3 separate regions of the Mus musculus genome follow, and all the other regions are linked to region 2. The links are chromatin contacts, called in public HiChIP or PLAC-seq maps. All regions are on one chromosome and are shown on one strand. The core of a region is the stretch at or near the end of the contact, and the rest is flanking DNA. Distances in the headings are between cores, read along the strand shown. Region 1 has its middle 12 kb from the start of Gm32998. Region 2 holds the start of Lrrc15 (leucine rich repeat containing 15). Region 3 overlaps Tmem44 (transmembrane protein 44).

Region 1 (2,700 bases), core at 105-2,604, 200 kb before region 2:
TGGAATGAGGCCCTGGCAGAGTGATCAGGGCTCCTGGAGACAGGCTCCCTGAAGGCAGCTGGCCTTTCTCTGTACCTCCAAGTCACGCTTTATCCCCTCTATGGCTTCATGTTTGCTGTGAGTTAGTTAAAAGGGCTATGGTGGAATCAGACGGTTGCTCAGAGCTGGAGGAAGTTCATTGGAGGAGACAGCACAAGATCCCTAGATGACGGACACAGTCGCCTGGCCTGGGAAGACCAGCTCCCTTGGCAAGATCACCTTTCCCTTCTGTGTGCATCTTACCACAGTCTTCTCAGACCAGAGGAGAGTCCTCGAGTAATTAGGGAGAAGTGGCCCCAACCTCTGAATGAAGGAAGCCAAAGCAAGGTTTGGGGCTGGCATTTAGAGGATGACTGAATTGAGGTGAGGGTGGTGCGGTGGGTGGGGAGAGTGTGAGAATGGTTTGCAGTAATCTGAATAATACAAGTTCTAATCTTTCCTCCCTCTCCACAACTGGAGCCCAGATTCCTCTCCTCCCCCGCTCTCCTTCCTCCCGACCCCACCCTGACATGTACGCCTGTTCCCTAGCTCCCTCTGTCTCCTGCTTCCCATAACACCGGGCAAGCTCCTCTGGACCTGGACTCACTAGGTCCCCAGCGTGTGTGTCTTCCATCTCCATTCAGAAACTTCACACACCATTCACCCAAAACCAGAGACTGCCTCACAAGAGACTGAGCATGGCTCCTGGTCAGCTCTGATGCCGGCCTTGGGAAGCCTTCAGGAAAAGCCCTTGCTGGTTCAGCCACAAACACGGCCCTACCTTTCAAAAACACTGCTGGGGAAGACCCTGAACTTAAGAAGGCAAGGACAAGGTTGGGCTGTGCCCAGGGCACCTCCTTCCCCAGTGTTGAGCTAGTGAGGGTCCAAGGCACAGGGCTTAACAATCGGAATAACTACTGACTCCAGAGGCCTTGAAAAAGTTATTTTAACCTCCCTTTCCTTGTTTTAAAATAGATCAGAGATTTATGCTGTTAGTTCAGAAATAAACTTTGTGGGAAAGACTAATGGACTGATTATTTTTTTTCTCCTAAAGGAGTGCAAAATTCCAGGAAAGAAACAAACATGGGGGTATGAACGGGGTGGGGGTGGGAGTGGGATAAAAGAAGAAAAGCATGACTCCTTCTAGGTATGGTGGAGGAGAAAGCTTATTGCACATAAAAGGGAGAGCATAGCCACAGGCAGGGACATCTGGGAGAGTTCAGAGGGAGTGTAGCCCTGAGCCATGTCAGGAGAGGAGGGAGGAGAGGCCAGGAGGGGAAAGGGTAGACGGAAGGGCTAGGTAACGGAAATGACAAGATCATATAGGGAAGGGCAGCCCAGCCCCTGAGCTAGAGAAGTTCAGGGGACAGGGTGGGGTCTGCCAGGTAAGGACTGAGGAATGCTAGGACTGACTAGGCGGCAGCTAGGTCCTCTTTGGTGTGTTAAATAGGCACCTCAGCCATTAGCCTTGAGACCTAACAGCATATAGCGCATAGGCCCATACATTATCTTGGCAGAACTGGGCAACAGCTCCGTGGTCATGAGCTGGGACCCCACAGTGGTGTGCTTGGACCCAACTGTAATCCTCAGTAAATCATTCTTGAATGAATTTAATGAATTTACCTGTGCCCTCTGCTTGTACCAACCTCAGTACTTAGAGCTTACTGACTGTCCTGCCCCTGAGACTGCTCACAGTCCAGGCAGGAGACACTCCCCCAACAAGCTCAAAGGGAGCGCCTGTGGATATCAAGAGTGGGGGCCACATGGTGGCGCATGCCTTTAATCCCAGCACTTGGGAGGCAGAGGCAGGCAGATTTCTGAGTTCGAGGCCAGCCTGGTCTACAAAGTGAGTTCCAGGACAGCAAGAGCTATACAGAGAAACCCAGTCTCGAAAAACAACAACAACAACAAAAAGAGTGGGGGCCAGAGCGGGGGTGGGGGGCAGGGAACAAATGTTTCTAAAGGAAGTATCTGGGAACATTGGTGGGGGAGGGGCAGGTAAAGGAACGTTCCACAGAAGGAAAATATACCCAAGACCCCAATGGCCTCCAGGACCACAGCAGTAGGATATTGGCCGATGAGTTTGGGGAGAGGAGGCCGAGAAAGGAGAAGCACCTTGGAGGCTGGGTCAGCCAAACAGCACTGGAGGGAGGGTTTTATGTACCATCTGAGCAGCGTATTTCTAGACCCTTCAGACCTGACAACCTATTTTCTTTCTCATGCTTGAGAAGTTACAGATGCTTTCATGAGCTTGTGAGTGTAACTCTGAGAATGTCCTCTGTCCCTTCCTCCACACTGGCGCCCACACAGCGGAAAGCATTACCAAGCACTGGCTACACTACTCATCATCGAACCTGTTCCTTAGGAGAAGCAAAGGAGTGATTATCAATAACTACACCCAGGCAATATACTGGACCAAGGGCTCTCCCGGGTAAACCTGGGCGCCTGCTCACACTATCCATTGACAGGTTTTAGAGACCAGTGCTACGACCAATCAGTCCCGCATGATTGAAACTGAGTTTTTCACCTCTTCATCAAACAGTGAGATTGGAGGATTAGATTGTTTTCGATGGTCCCGAAGGCGCTTTCCAGCTCCAGAACTCTGTAACTCTGTGTTGGGTAAGCAAGTGAGACTTAAGAGAGGTCGGGTAAAATGTAGCCTCAAGGAAGTACTGGGGGTAG
Region 2 (2,700 bases), core at 174-2,673:
GAAATCCCTGGCAGGCAATGCTCAGCACCTTGAGTTCTTGTGTTATCTCAGCAGTCACGGTCTGCCCTAGGGTAGTGCATTTGGCCCTAAAGGTAGAGCCGCTCAGGTTGGAGGGTCCCGAAGGCTCTCCTTTTCCACAGCTCACTCCTCTTCATTTTGGGCAGAGACACAGATAAGGGGTGAGATTAAAACCCACCCAGTTTGTGCGTGGTAGTATATGCCTTTAATCCTAGCACTTGGGAAGTAGGGTAAGAGGATCTCTGTGAGTTTGGGGCCAGCCTGGTCTACATAGTGGGACCCTGTCTTAAAACCAAACAAAACAAACTCACCTAGTCAGCTGTGGTTATAGCTAAGTAGTAGACTGCTTGTTTAGCATGCTTGAGATCCTGAGTTTGATCCTCAGCACCAAAATACATACAAATAAACATACATACATACATACATACATACATACATACATACATACATACCGACACCTGATTTTTTTTCTTGGTTTTTCGAGACAGGGTTTCTCTGTATAGCCCTGGCTGTCCTGGAACTCACTTTGTAGACCAGGCTGGCCTTGAACTCAGAAATCTGCCTGCCTCTGCCTCCTAAATGCTGGGATTAAAGGCGTGCGCCACCACGACCAGCGAGACACCTGATTCTTATCACAAACCTACCTCCAGCATCTCCCTCCCAAAGGCATCAGCCCTGGACCCTGTGACACATCTAGATGATCAGAATGGGATCATCTAAGCTACACACAGAGTTAGAACCTGGACACTTAAAACTTCAACTGGGTTCCAAATTGGCACTCCTGACTAGAGACTGCATATCCGCCTGAGTCCAGCAGTATAAATGTAACACTGTAAATCTACCACAAGTAGAGGGCCGATTTCTCCCAGGCAGAAACCTTGTGAGTTCACCATCCTGGACAGATCTATATGCAGAGTCCCCTTTAAGTGGCTACCTCTGTAGGCTCAATGGAAATGATACAGGTTCCAACAGCCAGAACCTTAGAGAAACTCCTGCCCTTGTGGATCTGGTCTCCCGGAGTAGGTAAACCGGGTGCTTCAGTTAACTTTCAACCAATTTCCTGCAGGTCAAAAGCTCTCCCCGCTGCACTCCAGGCTCACTTCACAGACCATAAAGTCAAGGAAAGCGAAACAGGGCATCAAGATTCACAGCTAGACACTAGGACCGGCTCACCCAGCTCCTGCGCGGGCTGGACCAGTCCAGGTCCTCAGAGCATCCCAGGCACGCGCCAGCCCTGCTCCTTGTAGAGTCTCGGGATCCTATCGTCAACCGGGATGTGGGGCGCGGCCGGGATGGGGGGTGGGCGGGCACCCACTTACCAGCAGCTCCACGAGGCTGCCGGGTCAATAAGAAGGAGGCGGCGAGGAGAGGAGGCGGAGGACCGGACCGGCTCAAGACTGCAGCATGAGTGAGGGCCTTCTGGGTCCTCCCTGTCATTTAAACAGCCCCTCGTGAGTCACCGCACGGGGCAGTGTCGGCCTGCGGGGCGGGGCAACCTCTGGGAGCATCATCAGGGAATTGTGTTCAAGTTGAAGGGGCGTTCATCGACTGCACTTGAAAATAAGTTTCTTCTTTGCCTCTCCTTCCCCATCTCCTTCGGACTCGCTGTGTCCAGTGTGACACTGGAAAGGGGTTTTCTGCCACCGCAGTAGGACTGAGTAACTGGGACCCAGCTCTTGCCTTAGGCACCAGTTCAGGTTGTGATTGAAGTCGGGCTTTCTGTGACCTTTTAGTCCACTCTCTGCTTCCTTCTCCATCCCCCTTCCTTTTCTCCCCCAGCCCCGAATTCTAAAATTTGTATATAGAAATAACTCCAATTTTAGAGAAAATATGCAAGAACATTATAAGGCACACTCGAATGTGTCATCCAATTCAGCCACTGCTAATATTTTGGAAAAGGCATTTAAGTTCTTAGGAAAAATATAGTTCCCTCCACCATATCTCTTTTAAAAGTAGCATTTCATGTCCCTCCGAGGTTATCTTCTGTACCTATGCTGCTGCTCCTGGGTGCGTGCAGGATATGTTCCTGGGCTGTGAAGGTGGTGACTGAGAACGAGGGCTTGTCTGCCTTTCACCTCTGTACCACAGCATGCCCTGATTCCCTACCTTCCCACGGTCCCTACCCCAGTAGGAAACCAGGAGACCATGCTGGTTCTATTCAAAGTGTCCCAGAGAGAGCCGGAGGAAGAGGGTAGAGGAGTCACGGCTGGGGAGGGGGCCGTCAGACCTCTGCTTAACAAAGCATTTAAAGGTTGTAGCTGCCTTGGCTCCGTTTACCTTCTCCGCCTAGTGGCCAGAACAATGCCTGCACCCACCGGGCAGCTCCTGGAATGCGAGAGCCTTAATTAATGTTTGCAGGGCGCTTTGAGATCTGCGATGAAAGGAGAGACATAAAAGTGCAGTGTTATTACTGAGACAGTCACTTGGTGGCTTACCGTGGTCAAGCCCTGCTGCCTGAATCATGCCTTGCCGGTGTCACCATGAATCACAGCCAGAAACAAAAGTGCTCTGGCTATTAACCGAGGAGAGCGCTGCCGCCACACCCCAGTCCCAGCTCCCCCACCTTAGCATCCTATCCCACTACGATTCCACAGAAGAGCATCTTCCTTCTTGCTGTCAACCTTTGGAGCCTCCGCATCTTTTGTTTGTTTGTTTTTTGTTTTTGTTTTTGTTTTTGTTTTT
Region 3 (2,700 bases), core at 119-2,618, 250 kb after region 2:
GCTGTCTTCAGACACATCAGAAAAGAGCATTGGATCCCATTACAGATGATTATGAGCCACCATGCTGGGAATTGAACTCAGGACCTCTGGAAGAGCAGTCAGTGCTCTTAACTTCTGAGTTATCTCTCCAGCCCCTGGATGTACATATTTTTACATAGGATTTTAAAAGCGAGACTATAGGGAGGCTCTGCCGGTGCCTGACAAATACAGAAGTGGATGCTCACTGCCATCCATTGGGCTAGAGAAAGGACCTAAGGAGCTGAAGGGGTTTGCAGCCCCATAGGAGGAACAACAGTATGACTCAACCAGTACCCCCAGAGCTCCCAGGGACTAAACCACCAATCAAAGAGTACACATGGTGGGACTCATGGCTCCATCTGCATATGTAGCAGAGGATGGCCTAGTCGGTCATCAATGGGAGGAGAGGCCCTTGGCCCTGTGAAGATTCTATGCCCCAGTGTAGGGGAATGCCAGGGCCAGGAAGTAGGAGTGGGTGGGTTGGTGAGCAGGGAGGGGGGAGGGGGTTTTTGGAGGGAAAACTAGGATAACATTTGAAATGTAAATAAAGAAAATAACTAATAAAAAAAGTGAGACTACAAATGAGAAGAATGGGTTCCACAGAGGAACAGCCAGGACCAGCTGCAAGGGCAGACTCCGGCAATGCTGGACACCGCGCTGCCTAGTGCTTAGGGACAGAGCAAGAGGCCTCCATTTCCAGAGAGCAAATATCCCCCTATTCCTCCCCCACGGGCCCCTGTGTCTCTGCCCTGCCTTGCCCTCACTCTGCAGTCCCTTTAGCCACAGGCCTCAGTGGAGAATGCAAGTTCCAAGCTTCTAGGTGTCCCACACATTCTCAGACTCAGCTTAGGAATATTGCCTGGACAGGTGTACAGGTCCTAGCTCCAACCCAGCCCTCAACCAGCAGCTGTTGAGGGACAGATGAACAGCAGGTGACACATCTGCACTCACCAGGCCACTGCCACCTGTGGCAGGTGGGCAGGGAAATGGGCAACAGGGAGAGGGAGCCACTGGTCCAAGGGGAGGGTCACACAAGCCGGTCTCTGGATAGAATTCTGACCCATGGGAATGGGGCCAGAGGGAACCCCAGGGAGGAAGGTCCAGGGGTCCAGGACAGGAAGGAAAATGGCCAGGACAGAATGCTAGGTATGAGCAGAGATAGCACGGTACACTGGCTGGGAATGCCTGGAAAAGCACACTAAGTGATCTGGTTTACCCCTCGTCAAAAGTTCTGAGGTTTGGAATTTTTTTTTTTTTTTAGGTTTGGAATTTTTGAGTCCTGTATAACTCTGACTAATCTTCATACTCTGGGTAGATAACGATTATTTTGCCAAATAAGGGCATTAAAAAAATCAAACTAAACCCAAACCACAGATCAACATTACGTACTGCTTATGTACATCGTTTCACAGACAGGATTTCAACACACAAAAGGCTGGGACACAAAAAGGAAGTCATTCCTTCCCCAGACATGCCAGACTGCCTGGTTCTCTGACATACGTGTGAGCCTGTGTTGCCTTTGATCTCCTGTGTCCTCAGACAGACGCAAACTCCCTTGCTGAATGGGGTTGAATGGGGCTGGGTACTCAGAGCGACAGGACACATCGGAGTTTGTGGATCCCTCATGTGATGCACATTTTGTTCAGATACAAAGAAGATGGAGGCTGGGTGTGCTGCTTCCAATAGGTCCTGCCTGTGTGGGTCAGGGCCAGCATTACAGGCCTCTGTTCGTTGGGGTAAAGAAACTCTTTTATGGTCAAATGGGCTGGGAAACACTGGTACCAAGCAAGATTCCTGCCTTCCTTTCTCTCTCCCTCCCTCCTTCTCTCCTTTCCTTCTAAAGTGTTCTAATAGAGCCTAGGCTGGATTTGAACTCATGATCATCAGCCACATGAATCCTGGCGTTACAGCCTAAACCATTAATCCTAAACTATAACACTGAGGCTTTTTAAGAGACCTATTACTTATGTTTTCTGTTTCTTCTTAGGAAGGACCTGAATGTGCAAGCCGTCTATGAGAACTGGACCCCAATATTCGGTGTTTCCCTGACCAGCTCAACCATGAAACTGTTTGAGTCCCGTCAAGTTTGAAGAGCTCCTCCATAGCCATGCAGAGAGCTTCACTCATGATTAGCAGTTGTGAGGTTAATAAGGCAAGGCTTACAAAGCAGTTCCATCTCAAGGAGGCCCCAGCAAGCGTTGGTAGGTGACATGCCCACGTGCCCTCCCCGAGGGCAGCCCCTGTACCTCCAGGTCCGAGTTGATGGAGGAGACCTCGGAGGAGCTGCTGGAAGACACTCTGGCCTGGATGACCTGGATGGGAGGGTATGAGGGAGGCTCTTGCGAGGCGGCGTCTCTGGTGCTTGTCTGCCCGTCACCGGGCAGCCTGGTGGCGCTACAGCCTGCCTGCAAAGAGTGAAGGAAAGGGTGGGCAGTGGCACTTGGTTTACGTCACCTCTCAACATGCAAAGCATTCCTGCACGTCAGTATTCCACAGGCACAGATGTGTGGGCTGCAGTGTCTCCTGGACCCTTATTCCTCAGCATCCAGAGGTGGCGGCACCCCTGTTCCCTGTGTCCTTCCAGATATTCCACATGCACACACTCAAATGCACACATATGTGTGCCCCCTACTTCCACTAATAGAAGGTAGCACACTCTATAGTCTCTTACAGGTTTTATGT

Evidence for each region. HiChIP or PLAC-seq counts read pairs in DNA pulled down with a chosen protein or histone mark.
Region 1: a contact with region 2 is called in an H3K27ac HiChIP or PLAC-seq map of embryonic stem cells, with 13 read pairs. The contact joins the enhancer-like site here to the promoter of Lrrc15 in region 2. A contact is called at or near these places in 2 of 39 promoter capture datasets (hematopoietic stem and progenitor cells and maxillary cranial neural crest), 1 of 484 Hi-C or Micro-C datasets (nephron progenitors), 2 of 115 datasets of contacts at active chromatin or transcription factors (embryonic stem cells and pancreatic cancer cells) and 1 of 9 other capture datasets (adipose tissue).
Region 3: a CTCF HiChIP or PLAC-seq map of the NIH/3T3 cell line shows a contact between it and region 2, with 9 read pairs. The contact joins the enhancer-like site here to the promoter of Lrrc15 in region 2. A contact is called at or near these places in 16 of 39 promoter capture datasets (the 3T3-L1 cell line, 3T3-L1-derived adipocytes, the C10 cell line and 9 more), 4 of 15 datasets of contacts at CTCF or cohesin (the NIH/3T3 cell line, large pre-B cells, pro-B cells and 1 more), 1 of 484 Hi-C or Micro-C datasets (bone marrow-derived macrophages) and 10 of 115 datasets of contacts at active chromatin or transcription factors (T-cell acute lymphoblastic leukemia, bone marrow-derived macrophages, embryonic stem cells and 4 more).

Annotation. Positions count from the first base shown.
Region 1 is chr16:30,080,882-30,083,581 of GRCm38.p6, forward strand. No RefSeq gene overlaps it. Among named protein-coding and RNA genes, the nearest start is that of Gm32998, 12 kb to the left of the region's middle. Within about 2 kb of position 1,355, at least 30 of the 459 cell types and tissues checked have an H3K27ac peak or open chromatin away from gene starts, as enhancers often do. A contact at or near this core is called in embryonic stem cells and nephron progenitors, where this site is marked.
Region 2 is chr16:30,281,831-30,284,530 of GRCm38.p6, forward strand. It overlaps Lrrc15 (leucine rich repeat containing 15), which reads right to left and starts at 1,424. Exons shown (of 2, transcript NM_028973.2): 1 at 1,338-1,424.
Region 3 is chr16:30,527,148-30,529,847 of GRCm38.p6, forward strand. It overlaps Tmem44 (transmembrane protein 44), which reads right to left. Exons shown (of 11, transcript NM_001384248.1): 9 at 2,265-2,423. It overlaps Gm52252 (a long non-coding RNA gene), which reads left to right. Exons shown (of 3, transcript XR_003951936.1): 3 at 2,006-2,271. Among named protein-coding and RNA genes, the nearest start is that of Gm52252, 8.4 kb to the left of the region's middle. Within about 2 kb of position 1,369, at least 18 of the 459 cell types and tissues checked have an H3K27ac peak or open chromatin away from gene starts, as enhancers often do. A contact at or near this core is called in the NIH/3T3 cell line and pancreatic cancer cells, where this site is marked.